Regions from separate parts of the Drosophila melanogaster genome. Here region 2 is linked to region 1. Evidence: chromatin contacts called from public Hi-C data. All regions are on one chromosome and are shown on one strand. The core of a region is the stretch at or near the end of the contact, and the rest is flanking DNA. Distances in the headings are between cores, read along the strand shown.

Evidence for each region. Hi-C and Micro-C count contacts between places; a contact is called where the count stands out from the background.
Region 2: a Hi-C map of the Kc167 cell line shows a contact between it and region 1, with 3 times the contacts expected there. The contact joins the promoter of lawc here to the promoter of lncRNA:CR45668 in region 1. A contact is called at or near these places in 4 of 107 Hi-C or Micro-C datasets (the Kc167 cell line, embryo and eye imaginal disc).

The regions. Positions count from the first base shown.
Region 1 is chrX:5,897,376-5,904,132 of dm6, reverse strand. lncRNA:CR45668 (long non-coding RNA:CR45668) reads left to right here and starts at 4,144. Exons shown (of 3, transcript NR_123807.1): 1 at 4,144-5,078. Act5C (Actin 5C) reads right to left here and starts at 3,272. Exons shown (of 2, transcript NM_001297986.1): 1 at 3,120-3,272; 2 at 1-1,443. The coding sequence starts at 1,435. The coding sequence ends at 305.
Region 2 is chrX:8,408,977-8,415,733 of dm6, reverse strand. It overlaps lawc (leg arista wing complex), which reads left to right and starts at 4,076. Exons shown (of 4, transcript NM_001258650.2): 1 at 4,076-6,071. The coding sequence starts at 5,760. The coding sequence ends at 5,981. It overlaps Trf2 (TATA box binding protein-related factor 2), which reads right to left and starts at 6,462. Exons shown (of 10, transcript NM_206654.2): 1 at 6,370-6,462; 2 at 5,045-5,457.

The sequences.
Region 1 (6,757 bases), core at 2,895-5,394:
AAAAAAAACAAAAAATACATAGTATATCATATCATATCTCATGTGGAATAAATTAATTATATTAATACGCTGGAACCACACAACATGCGCCCAAAACGATGATGATAATGATGATGGTGTGCAGGTGGTTCCGCTCTTTTCATCTTGTAGTTGGTGTTGTTGTTGATTTTGTTGTGCTGCACTCCAAACTTCCACCACTCGCACTTGCACTTTCGCTGCTGCTTCCTCGACTTCTCCTCCTCCTCCTCCAGCAGAATCAAGACCATCCCGATCCTGATCCTCTTGCCCAGACAAGCGATCCTTCTTAGAAGCACTTGCGGTGCACAATGGAGGGGCCGGACTCGTCGTACTCCTGCTTGGAGATCCACATCTGCTGGAAGGTGGACAGCGAAGCCAGGATGGAGCCACCGATCCAGACAGAGTACTTGCGCTCTGGCGGGGCAATGATCTTGATCTTCATGGTCGACGGTGCCAGGGCGGTGATCTCCTTCTGCATACGGTCGGCGATGCCAGGGTACATGGTGGTGCCACCGGACAGCACGGTGTTGGCATACAGATCCTTACGGATATCCACATCACACTTCATGATGGAGTTGTAGGTGGTCTCGTGGATGCCGCAAGCCTCCATTCCCAAGAACGAGGGCTGGAACAGGGCCTCGGGGCAGCGGAAACGCTCGTTGCCGATGGTGATCACCTGTCCGTCGGGCAGCTCGTAGGACTTCTCCAACGAGGAGCTGCTGGCAGCGGTGGCCATCTCCTGCTCAAAGTCGAGGGCAACATAGCACAGCTTCTCCTTGATGTCACGGACGATTTCACGCTCAGCGGTGGTGGTGAAAGAGTAACCGCGCTCGGTCAGGATCTTCATCAGGTAGTCGGTCAAATCGCGACCAGCCAGATCCAGACGCAGGATGGCATGGGGAAGGGCATAACCCTCGTAGATGGGCACGGTGTGGGAGACACCATCGCCGGAGTCCAGAACGATACCGGTGGTACGACCGGAGGCGTACAGCGAGAGCACAGCCTGGATGGCCACATACATGGCGGGTGTGTTGAAGGTCTCGAACATGATCTGGGTCATCTTCTCACGGTTGGCCTTGGGGTTCAGCGGGGCCTCGGTCAGCAGCACGGGGTGCTCCTCGGGTGCCACACGCAGCTCATTGTAGAAGGTGTGGTGCCAGATCTTCTCCATATCGTCCCAGTTGGTCACGATACCGTGCTCAATGGGGTACTTCAGGGTGAGGATACCACGCTTGCTCTGCGCCTCATCACCCACGTACGAGTCCTTCTGGCCCATGCCGACCATCACACCCTGGTGACGGGGACGTCCCACAATCGATGGGAAGACGGCGCGGGGAGCATCGTCTCCGGCAAATCCGGCCTTGCACATGCCAGAGCCGTTGTCGACAACCAGAGCAGCAACTTCTTCGTCACACATTTTGTAAGCTGCAATGGAAAGAATGCGGATTTCCCATTAGTTTTTGGTTACCTTATTTGGTAATGTAGAAATGGCAAAAAAAAAACTGAGAATTTGCGTGGTTTCCTTGGACTGCGCTGGTCTACCAAAGTACAATTGTCATAACAAACTAACTTGTTTTTCGTGTACAATTAAAAATCACTCAATGCAATGTACGTTTTTTTAGTACAAAATTTTAATCTTGGACAAAAAAAATTTCATAAAAAAATACTTTTCCGATTGAAAACTGATTTTCACTTGCGATCGAATTGTAATAAGAAATTAAAAGAACAGTTACAAAATAGAAGGCCCCGCCCCGAAAAATTAAAACCACAATACGAATATGCCGAAAAGGGAGGGGAGAAGCTTCTAGACGACACTTAACGAATGCCGGTGCAAAAGAAAGCCGCAAAGAGAGCACAGTTGCCTGTGTGTATGCGCCCTTAAAATGGCGGCTGCCTAAAACTCGAATTGGAACCCGAAATTAACATTACAAAATAAAAAAAAAAAAAAACACTAAACGCACTCTAGAAAATTTAACAATTAAGAGCCACGAAACTTTTCAAAGCTAGTTAAACTTTACCTTTTTGTTCGATTTAACAAATTCAAGGCGTGAAAACTACTGTAAACGCAAGTGGCGAGGCTGAGCTAAGCGACCGCACGGTTTGAAAGGAATGACTGGAATAAACCGACTGAAAGTGGCTGGTGAATGTTGAATGCCAGTTAACTGCGTTTTTCAATCGCTGCCTGCGTCGACGTCGCCATAGGCGTCGCTCGCTCTCGCCATCTCGCTCGCTCCGCGCCATGGTCGCTATGGGTGCGAAGGAGAGCGCTGGTGTGTTGAATTGCGGCGGCCAAGTTTTGTGACCATATATGGTCATGTTTCGAGGCGAAAAGCAAACCGTCGTCTGGCTTTCGCTCTCTCACACACACATACACTCTCTCTCGTTATTTTGCGCGTGAGTGTGTGTATATGAACGAATGCTCGAAGGTTTTCTCCATTTTTGCAACTACAACTTTGAAAAACCGGCAAAAATTTCTGCTTCAGCCAAAACGGCTGCCTACGTCACTATTTTCAAGAACCTGATCTAGTTTTACAGATTATAATATGCATATACTGTATGTATGTACATTTATGGATGATCTGGTGTTTTAGGGCGTGGGAAAAAAAGAAAGTGTTGGCGAATTGATTTGCAATTCGTAATTTGGCATATCTTTGGGTGAAATCGTGACACGCCCACATCAGCGAGCTTGGCTTTAAACACTATATTAGATCCTAACATTTGAGTTGGGGCTATTGAATTGCTTTGGTTTTTATAATTTCGTATAATTTGTATGTATATATCCTGAAATCTGCAGTTGTAATCCTGATTCTTGAGTTATGGTATTTGAAACCCTGGTTTTGTTAATTTTGATGTCTTTCGACCTATTGGTATTTTGATTGACAATTTAGGGCCAAACTTGGGTATTTTTGGAGTTTTGGTCAATACAATAACTCTTTAGCTCGTGGCTAGTATTTTTTGATCACTTTCAGCACTGGCACATAAAAAAATGTTTTGTTTACAAAAAAAATCACACATTTTCCGCGGCTTTTCTCGATTATTGCTTTTTCTTGGTGGGAGTGGTTCGATGGTGTTTTGTTGTTGGGAAGGGGAAAGCTACTTACATTTGGTGTGTTTTATTAAAATTAATTAAATAAATATAAATTAAGTCTTTCGGTTTGGTGTCTCTGGATTAGACGACTGCTGGCTGATGGAGCGGCTTTGTGTCGGGAGGAGTATCCACACAGCACAAGAACTCAAACGGTAGTGATATGAAAACTGGTCCCGCAGCCCGTTTTATAAAGCCCGCTTAGCGCTAAAACCTTATCAGCCGCAATGCTCTCCGCTCTCAAGTCGCGTTCAAAACTTTTACCATATATGGGTATGAATTGTTCGCCGATTGGGTTTTCATTTACGGAGAATTTCCTCCGCAACTGGGTGTTCGTGCTTGTGTGTGTCTTGTATATCGCCATGAAGAGTGTACTTCCATGGGTCCTATCAGTTGCGGCATGTGATTCAATTTGGGGGTTACTCATATTCGATACTTCAGCTGGTTATCTTTATGCTGTGATGGTCACGGTGCTTTTACACATTTTTTCCCCAACTACTCATTGTATGCCAAAACATACATATGTACATGTGTTTATAGTGGGTTTATTAGTAATGTCCAGCGATATTAAAACATTACAGTTAAATAATATTCATATTAGCTTACGTTTACTGCTATCTGCACTTCAAATTGGTTATTCCAGGGACATTTTGTGCAACACACATCTTCTAGTAGGGCATTCACTAGTCGTAGAAAACACACCTAACTTAAGCCGGTTTTAACAATAACGGCGAAACAGCTGCCAGACGAGAGAAAAGTACACAGCAAGAAGCATTTCTATAATGATGCCGTCCTAAATATGCAGCATTTTTGCTCAAATTGATCATTTCGTTGCATCGCTCAGGTGGTATAGTATTTGGCTATTGAATGTGATTGCTATCTTAATAGTTTTGAATAGTAATAGTGCAAATATTCATTCATAAAAAATAGGTAATCGATTTTTTCAGTGCAGTCTATGCGTTTGCGCAACAGAGACGAAGAGAGAGACGCCTCACACACAAGCACATGCGGTCTAAGCTGCTCTCCCTCTTTTTCTCTCTCTCTCTGGCTTGCGGCAGTTTTCCAGAGGCTGTGACTCAGTAAGCATTTCTTGTTGTTACCCTAACGATAAGCGTCCGATTCCTAATTCTCTTTCAAATAATTTGTTTTATTTTTTTTTTTGTGTGTTTTGAAGTCAAACAGCTTCATAAACAATATTAAATATCGCAATTGTTATTGCAAATGCATTCGTATCAGGCGCCTTGATGTTTTTCGCCAAAACTTCGTCTGCTCTTTGTCAGCGTAATTGCGTTTGCCGGTCGTGCCGTCTTGCTCGCACGCGGCTTGCAAACAAAAAGTGAAAGAGGGAAAGCCACCTGTGTTGTTGCTTTTGTTGCTATCGTTGGCTGCACACACATGGCAATAAGTAACCATATTGTAGACTTATTTATTTTAGCGTTTTCGTTGACTAATCTTTGTTTAAATAATTGCCTATTTCGAGCCAAAATGACGCATAAAAGGAAACGGCAACATGCGGTGCGTTGAGCATGCGTAAGCGAGATGGCGCTAGAGAGAGCGCAGCATAAAAAGAAAAAAACAACCGGCGAGTGGCGAGACACGAATAATACACACACGCACACATGGTCAAAGGAGTGGCTCCAACGTCGGTGACGTCGCGCCCAGCCACAGACCCCGCCACGCCCCGCCCCACCCTTCCTTCCGCTGCCCCGCACCCCTTTCCTTCCACTACCGTTTTGCCGCATTTGGTATTGCCATCTCGCTTTTTTGGCTTTACTTTGCTTTTTGAATAAGCCAAGAAACTGAAATCAAAGCGGACAGTCCGAAAATTGAATATTCCAAAAAACAACAATTGCACATGCACTGCGTTCGGCAAAAGACGCAGAAATTCAAGCCTTTTGGTCTGGCATCATCTTAAAATATCATCAGTATCATCATTGCCATTATAAATACATAAGAAAATGAGAATACATTAAAGGTATTTATTTTACAAACGCTTTACTTTATAAAAATACAACTATTATCGGAAAGCAATGCAAAATATGCCACTTAATTCCAGTTCTTTGTCATAGTCAACATATTTTGCAACAAAATTATCTATAGATAACATGTTTTTGTAGAAAATTCCACTAACTGATTTTCGTATAAATACAAATTATTCTCATTCTTCAAAATACTCGCCGACGTCATCGCGAAATTCCTCAGCATTCTTCGACAAATGAAGAGAGACAGCGAGTGACACAATCTTATCTTGCCGACGAGTCTTTGAAAATGGCCCCGGGTAACGGTGAAAAACATATAGCCAAGAATGGAGCGATCGCCAGGCGATGGAAATTGGCTTCAAATTGCTCCGAATATGGCCAGTTGGTCAGTTGGCATTGGATTGTGGAGAGATACTAGATCAGCTCGTTCTCCTTCTCCTCCGCATTCTCCTACTCCGCCCGAAGACGCTTCTTTGATCGCTTCTTTCTCGAATGTGTACATATTCATTATGTATTTGGTGTTTGGCGACGATCAGCCAGCTTTAATGGCCATAAAACGTGTCTTGGTTTGTGGGCCACATAACAGGCAGCGAGATCTGGAAAAATGATGTGACAGTGGAAATGAGAAGTAGGTGCATCTGCAAAGATTTGATTCAGAGTTGATGCCATTCATGGAAAGAGTCATTTATGAATATGATTTTTTTTTAGAAGTATCATTTGTGTTTTTAGAATATAGAATTCTATGGAACATTCTTTGGAACAAAATCATAACCTTTTTTTTGGCTCTATTTGCTTCTCTCAAGTTCGTTGCTCGATCGTTTGTTTTTTGTTTTTTTTTTTTTTTGGCAAGGCGATGAAAAAACTCGCAGAAATTTCCCCGGGCCAATGGCTTCGGTTTTCGGCACTTTTAACCTTGCGCCACTGAATTCAAGAAAAAAAAGCTGTTTTTGAAGGGAAACAGTTCGAAAAAGCGCTGGAATCCGACGGAGGGACGGCGGTGAGGGGTATCGAAACTAGAAATACTGAAATGGCCAAAAACAGCGCGTTGATGTTGACTTTGAGACCGCTATTAAGCGAAAAGCAACAACATTTAGCCATGATCAACGACCTTTCTCCAAAAGTACGTAACTCGTCACGTTTTCTACGCTCACACACGTCAAGCGAAGTAAATGAAATAAACAAGTTGAGCGACTTGGGCCAAAGCCATTGTCAAGGTCATTGAATGTGAAAATTTTCGTAAATTTTTCGCATTTCATTTGGTTTTCTTCCATTTCCATTATTTTTCGTGCACGCACCGCCAGGGTTGCCACCCCACCCCTTTTCGCGTTATTTTTATAACTATGTACATACATATGTATGTATGTTTGTTTCACATTTCAACAGCTGGCATTGCAGTTAACCGCTTTTGGCTATCTTCAAGTTGCAAATACATTTTCACTCCAGCGTTTTTGGCCATTTCGGCATCGCAACGCAATTGGAAAAATTAAATACAGCCATTAATTGCTTGTCTTAATTAGTTTGCGTGCACAAACACGTTGGAAAAGTGCGGTGGTGGAAGGAAGGGAGGGAGGTAGGTAGAGGGGATGTACGTAAGTTTTGATCGTGCGTTTGCAGTCGGGGGAGTTAAGCACCCGAAAACCAAGGCCATGGACGGTTAGTTTGGCTAAAAAGGCGA
Region 2 (6,757 bases), core at 2,827-5,326, 2.5 Mb before region 1:
TTGCTAATGGGAAATTTTTGGGTAGACTTTCGTATCATAACCAGGTTTCTTCCATGGACTCTTGCACTATTGTTGTGACCGCTACTGTTCTTTGTATTTAAAAACCAGAGGGAAGCTACAACATGGGTTTACAATTGACTGGGACAGCGAAATAGAACCATCCACATCCATATTAGCACATAACCATATAACACCATATTAGCATATAATAAAAACCCCAATTAAATTATAGAGTATTTGGAAGTTGTCACACATTATAAAGGCAACACCAAAAGCAGGATAATGAAATCAATACACTCAACGGGTGAGGGGGGATCAAGCGAAAAGTTCGGGGAGTTAGTTGGGGGATTTCGTGGCTGTCTGGCGAGACAGGATAAAAAGTCAGACGGAAAGGAAATTAGCTTTTATCGCTGACCTTGCTGCTACTGTTCGTTGTTCGTGAAAAGCGAAGTATATGTACATATGTATGTACGTACAAAGATACATTGGTATGTGTAAATATATGAGCAGATATTTATAAATACGTAGTGGCATTGCTGTTGGCATAAACCATGTGCTAATTGATTGCGTTTTGCCTAAACTGCTAACTCGCTGTAACCACAATGCGTGTGTTTGACCAACAACTAATAAAAAATATAGTACATATGTATGTATGTACATATGTACGTATTCATGTGCATACATTCGTATGTACGAACTTATAAAATTGAGCTCCTTGGCAATGAGTTCAACCGTAAAACACTGTCTCAAGAACAGCAATATTTGTAATAGGACATTATGAAAAACATTATAAACCACTGTGACTGCGATTTGAGTGCCTCCTTGTAATTTTATTTTCATTGTGCTTCATTTAAAAATACAAATACAACTTTTTGCGTGTTAATCAATTAAAGCAATATACATACATATGTACATACAGACACATACATACATATGTGTACATTTACATACATTTATAGCTTTAGGCTGGGTTGTAGTTTTTTATTGGCTGACGTCAGAGAAGTGATAAAATACTTAGCAAAATTTAATGGTTAATCCTTCAGTGCTTACGCATTACACTTTGGGAAAAAGGGGGTCAAGCTGAATAAAAGGCATGTGGATGACACACTTATTTCTCTCTCTGTCCAAGATTTCGATTCTCTTTTGCGCTGGTGTTCTGCCGTGGAAGAAGACGCCACAAAGAAAGCGACCACAGCGAAGGCGCAAAAAATTTACAGTTATGCGGAGGAAAGTAAAAGTCGAAATCAATGAATTTGTATTGTTTGTTTTGAAATGTATGCGAAATGAGTAAAAAAAAATCATTGAGAAGAAAACAAAACGAAAAAAGCCGAAACAAGGTTGTTTTTGTACGTCAAAAATTCGCTTGCTTACATTATTGAATATGTACGAAAACATAGATATAGATACACATATACATATGTACATATTCATATGTTTGCAAATTTGATAGTTCCAGACTTTAAACTAATATTTTTTACAACAGCCATCCCGCTCACACAAGCAAGTTAAATTTACCGTTGCTCATTTTCATCTTAGTTCTTATTTTTTCTGCTCATTTTAATTGCCCACTAAAAAGAAGCAATAATAACAACAGGTTGATGAAGATGAGAAACGAAAGAAGTGACAAAAAAAGGCAAGAGAGGGAAAAAGAAAGAGAGTGGAAGTCGAGAGCAGAGAGAAACAGCATTGAAATATTTCCAGCCCAAAATAAACAAATGGTTTGAATTCGAAATCAATTATCAAGCAGAAAAATTGGTAGTGGCTTATCGCCTTATCACAATTACTTTAAAGTCATTTGTTTTTCTAACTCAGACCTTCCCCCTTTTACCGCCATCCAGCGAGTATGGAAAGAAAGAAACCAATGAAATACAGTGGAATTTCGCAGTTAATGTACATACATGCATGTACACACACATACATACATACATATAAATTAAAGTACTCCGTGGTTTGTTTATAGTTTTTATTTGCAATCTCTGCTGATTTTCCCCCTTATATTCTTTTTTCATGCTCCATTTAAAAAAGAATACATATTTGCATTTATTGCAATCACTGCCAATTATTAACTGCTTATGCTCGTTTTCCAGCAGAAACCAACAAACACAAGCAAAGTGAGCACAACAAGTTCATCTAATGACGTCATGTCGCTTTAATGTAAAAATGTCAGGCACTTGAAACAATTTTGTTTCTGTGCCGACGCTTTTCCGACGACTGCCAGCGAACTGGGTCAATATCTTAATTAATTTTAATGGGCTTAATTTAAAGGCAAAGGAAGCGAGCACTAACAAAGTTACATCAATCATTTGCGTATTTCAATCGGTCGGAAAATGGGGGGAACAAAAGGGGTTAAGCCAATGCTTTTTGTTCTACTTTTGGAAAATGCGACCGCAGAGAAGGAAAAGTCGCACTTACTTTTAATATTACAAACCAAAAGAGTAGCCAGACCAGTAAATAATGAAACAAACATTAACAATTACTAGGATGAGCTTGATTCTTAAAATTCGTAATACAATAACGGCAATCTCTTTGGTTTATAGTGTGTATGTACATGTATGTACATACATATGTAAATGCGTAATGTTTACATATTATGGCAGGTGTTTACTTTTCTTAATGAGGGATAACGGAATCGGAATCTCTGGGTCGCCGCACATTCTACAGATAATTAAATAAAAAGGGCGTGAAACCAAAACAAGGCTTAGAAATACTACAAGCTGATACAGATACACCCAACCAGCACACACACATACACTAGAATTTAGCGATAACAACAAAATGCGGGCAACTTATTTATGCAGAAACAGTGAGAAAGAGCGAGAGGAGGGAGAGCATGAGATGATCAAGCCGGAAGTAAGGTTTTAAGAAAGAAGAGGAGTGTAACAGATTCATTTAACAGTAACAACAACAGCGATCGCTTACAGGTAGGGCATATGAAAGGTAGACAAACGAGAGACAGAAGAGCAAGGGTGGAAGGGAGAACTGCAAACTGCGATTTATTTAGGGATGTCTCTGTGTGCGCGCACTCATATGCACGTGCATTTGCATGTGTATTTGTGCCAGTCTGACCTCGTTGGCAAACTAAAAAAAATAATATTAAAGAGCATGAAAAAGTGTGGAACATGGCAGAGCGAATGAAGGCGGAAAAAAAGCCGCACCTAAAAAATCTATTACATCACTAGGGAAAATTGACACAAGTATTAGACATTTACATACACGCACACACAGAACCGTAAGCGTTTAAAGCGCACAAGTGTGTGCGTGAGTAAGCATGCTGAAAACGGAAGCGAATTGAGCATTGAAAAATACACTCATTTTGACCCCTTAAACATGTGAAATCCAATCAAAAGAGATAAGATAGTGGGGAAACAACATTATATGAACGACCACCAATGAAGGCTAAATACAGAGGTGGTCAAAAATACTTCAATACTGTAAATACTTTTGACCACCTCTGTATTTCAGCTAGTCATTGTATAATAGAATATGTTGAAAATGAGAAATATTCATTGATTTGTCTAAAATGTACGAAAGTGGCAAAAATCACATACATAAGTACTTGTTACTTTGAAAACAATATTTCTCCTATAGTTAACAGCGTATACCTGAAAGAAACCCTACAAAAAATATGATAAAATGCTTAAAAACCCACTCAATTTAACATTTGTGGGGGAAAACTTAAGCTATGCCGCAACAAAACCATAACTTGCGGAAACTACAAGTGCAAAAATGTACAAATATCGAGTAAAAACTGCCTAAAACCCCTCGTAAAATGATAAAATATCCAAACTAAATGAAATTTACGAACGAAGAGCAACATAAAAAATACAATCTAAGCCCATGGGCGACTACAACTACAACTGCTAGAAACTTCTTTTCAAAGGAAAGAAAAATCATTGAAATTATTCCCCGAAAACGAGAGCGAGACGGAGAGCGGCCGGCGACAAAGCGACAAGTGAGCGTGAGGCGAATTCAAGAGCCCAATACTCGCTCACACTCGCTTGGTTAACTTGGCGTGGGGACGTCGACGTCGGCAGCGTAGCGAAGTTTGTTGAAATTTTGAATGTGTGACAACGCGGTTCAGTCTGCCGCCAGCGCGGCCCGAAGCAGTGGTCTGTTACAAAAGTATATTACGATTTGCTGGCGAACACTCATCCACTGACTAACTCTCCCCCTCACCCTTTCGCCTTGTGGCTCTGGCTGCCCTGCCGCTGTTAGCGCTTTCATGTTAACGCACACTGTTAGATGGCGAATTCGATGCGAAAGGATAAAGATTTGCCGCTGGGGCAGCGAAAAAGAGAGAAAAAACACAGTGGGCAAGTGGTGCACTTTCCATAGAAGAGTGTTCCAATGTGCCCATTGTAAACCAACGATACTTTCTTACTATGACTTGTTCCACACAGCTCTGGGCCAAGAAAAGTAACTAGGAGCAAAAGAAGCAGCCCCGCGTGATGTCAGACGTCAGCCCGCCCACAAAACACACTCGAAAGGATTGAAAAATGCAGACATTTTTGTTTGGTTTTTAGCAACTCTCTTTTTTTTTTTTTGTTAATGTTTATTGGTTTCTTTTACGCACCGCTGAAATGTTAATAACAGCCCTCGTTACTGTTAAATGTTCACACTCTCTCTCTCTCATTTATTTCTTTGTGGTTTCAATGAAAGTGAGCTACAAAGCTGCAAATCGAAATTCGTAATGATTTTGAATTGATTGGACTTTTTGGACGAGAATTAGGAAAGGCGTTTGATTCTTAGTGGGGTGAACAAAGAAATATACAACTGAATAAAATATATATGAAATTTATGGAAAACGAGTTATGAAATGAGAGCGAGAGCTAGAGGAAGTGTGCGAGGGAGAGAGAGAGCAAGTTACATTATTTGCTTTGGCATTTCTTGGTACGTACGATTCGTACGATTTTCACTTAAAACTAGACTAGGCGTACAAGATGTGTTAACTATAGATACCACAAAATACAACTAAAACGAAATTCGAAGGGGGTAAAGAAAGAAAAATCAAAAGGTAAAAAGAATGAAATGAAAAAATTATCACCTTTTTTTGTGTAGTAGGTCGTCGTCTAGCTCTCCCTCCCTCTCACGATCTCTTTTGTGGCTGTGTTGCTGTCGCTGCCGCTACTCGCTCTCCCGCCTGCTCTCACTCTATATCGCTGCTGCGCTGTCTCTCTATTTATCTCTCTTTCTATCCCGTTGCCTTGCAGCGGAGCTCTGCTGCCGTCTCGCTTGCACTTGGGCTCCGCTGCTTTGCTTCAGCCGCTGAATTCGCAGTTAAGTTTTCGCTGCTCTCTGTGTCTCTTTCTGCTGCTGCTTTTGTGGTTCTTATGTTTTTGTTTTCGATTCGGATTGTAGAATCTTTTGGATTTTGCACACTTTTGGTTGATATTTCTTTAGGTTTCTCTTTGTTTTTTTTTTTTTTGGCTTGTGATCTTTTTTAGTTAAAACTCTAAACTGAGACAGGGGAGGAAAACAATGAGGGTTCGTCTAAATTTGGAGCAAGCAAGTCACACACAGCCAGGCGCGGCGGCGAATTCGGGCATATCGACTCGAGTTGCGGCGAGAGCGAACGCGGCGAACAACGGACAACACTGTGGCATTGGCAATGGCAGCGCTTGTCGCCCGCCTTCACTTCAGTGTGTGAGTCGCGATAAACGCGAGCGAAACGGGCGGCGCAACTGAAATCGCGTACCGACTGGCGCAGACACGCACACCACCGCACAACAGCGCGTATACGTATACGGGCGAGAGAGCGCATGCTCTCCGCCACACACACGCGGTCAACGTTTTCTCCGCTTTGTGGCGCCGCGCAAGTTTTGTCGCAGCAGCAAACACGCAATAAAAGTTCAAAAACAGTTGAAGTATACCGCGACGCGAGTAAAAATCTTTCCTTCGACGTCGTCTCTGTTCGTTGTAGTAGTTGTTGTTGCTGCTGTTGTTCTTGTTGCTGCTACTGCCGCTGCTTAACGTTTCTATAGTGTGTTCCGTTCCGCGAATTCTCATGTGCATTTATGAAGATATACATATATATATATATACATATATCTGCATATATGACTGACCAAAAGGTAAAACAACGGCAACAAATAAAAACAGTATACAAATTGTTGTCAAATATAGTGATAAAAAGAACCCCCACCCGCGGTAGTTCGATCGCTGTTTTGTTTAAATTAATCTGCATATCATGTTGTGCGGCGGCTGCATTTCATTTATTTTTTGCTCGCTGAAGAAGAACTTGCTTGCTCCAAAAGAATTAACAAAAAAAAATATATCTGCGTTTCGGCGCTGCGTCGACGGCATTGTTATTTCGTTCGTATTGTTGTTAAGTGTGAGTAGTAGTAGTAGTTGTTGTTGTTGTTTCGCTACCAGAGCTGAATAATGTAGTTGACCAAAAATTTTGAGAGCACAAGTCTGAGCACACACGATACGTCTTCTTCGTTTGGCCGTTTCACTTTGAGCAGCGTGACCGTGGTGCGTCGCTATAATATGCCCCGCGAGCCGTGTGCGTATGCACTAACGCGTGCGGTAGAATGCCGCGAAAAAATACTAAAAAAAAATCCAAACCGAATACCATGTGGTGGAAACGGACTCGCGCGTTGCATTTGCTGCACTTTCCCGTTTAAATATATTTACCCGTTTGATTATAAGATAAGGGTTACATTTTGTGCAAATATACGCTTGCCAATGTTTTTGAAAAGTAATATAAACAATTTTATGGTGCGCAGACAGCAGAAAAAATATGCTGCAAAAATAC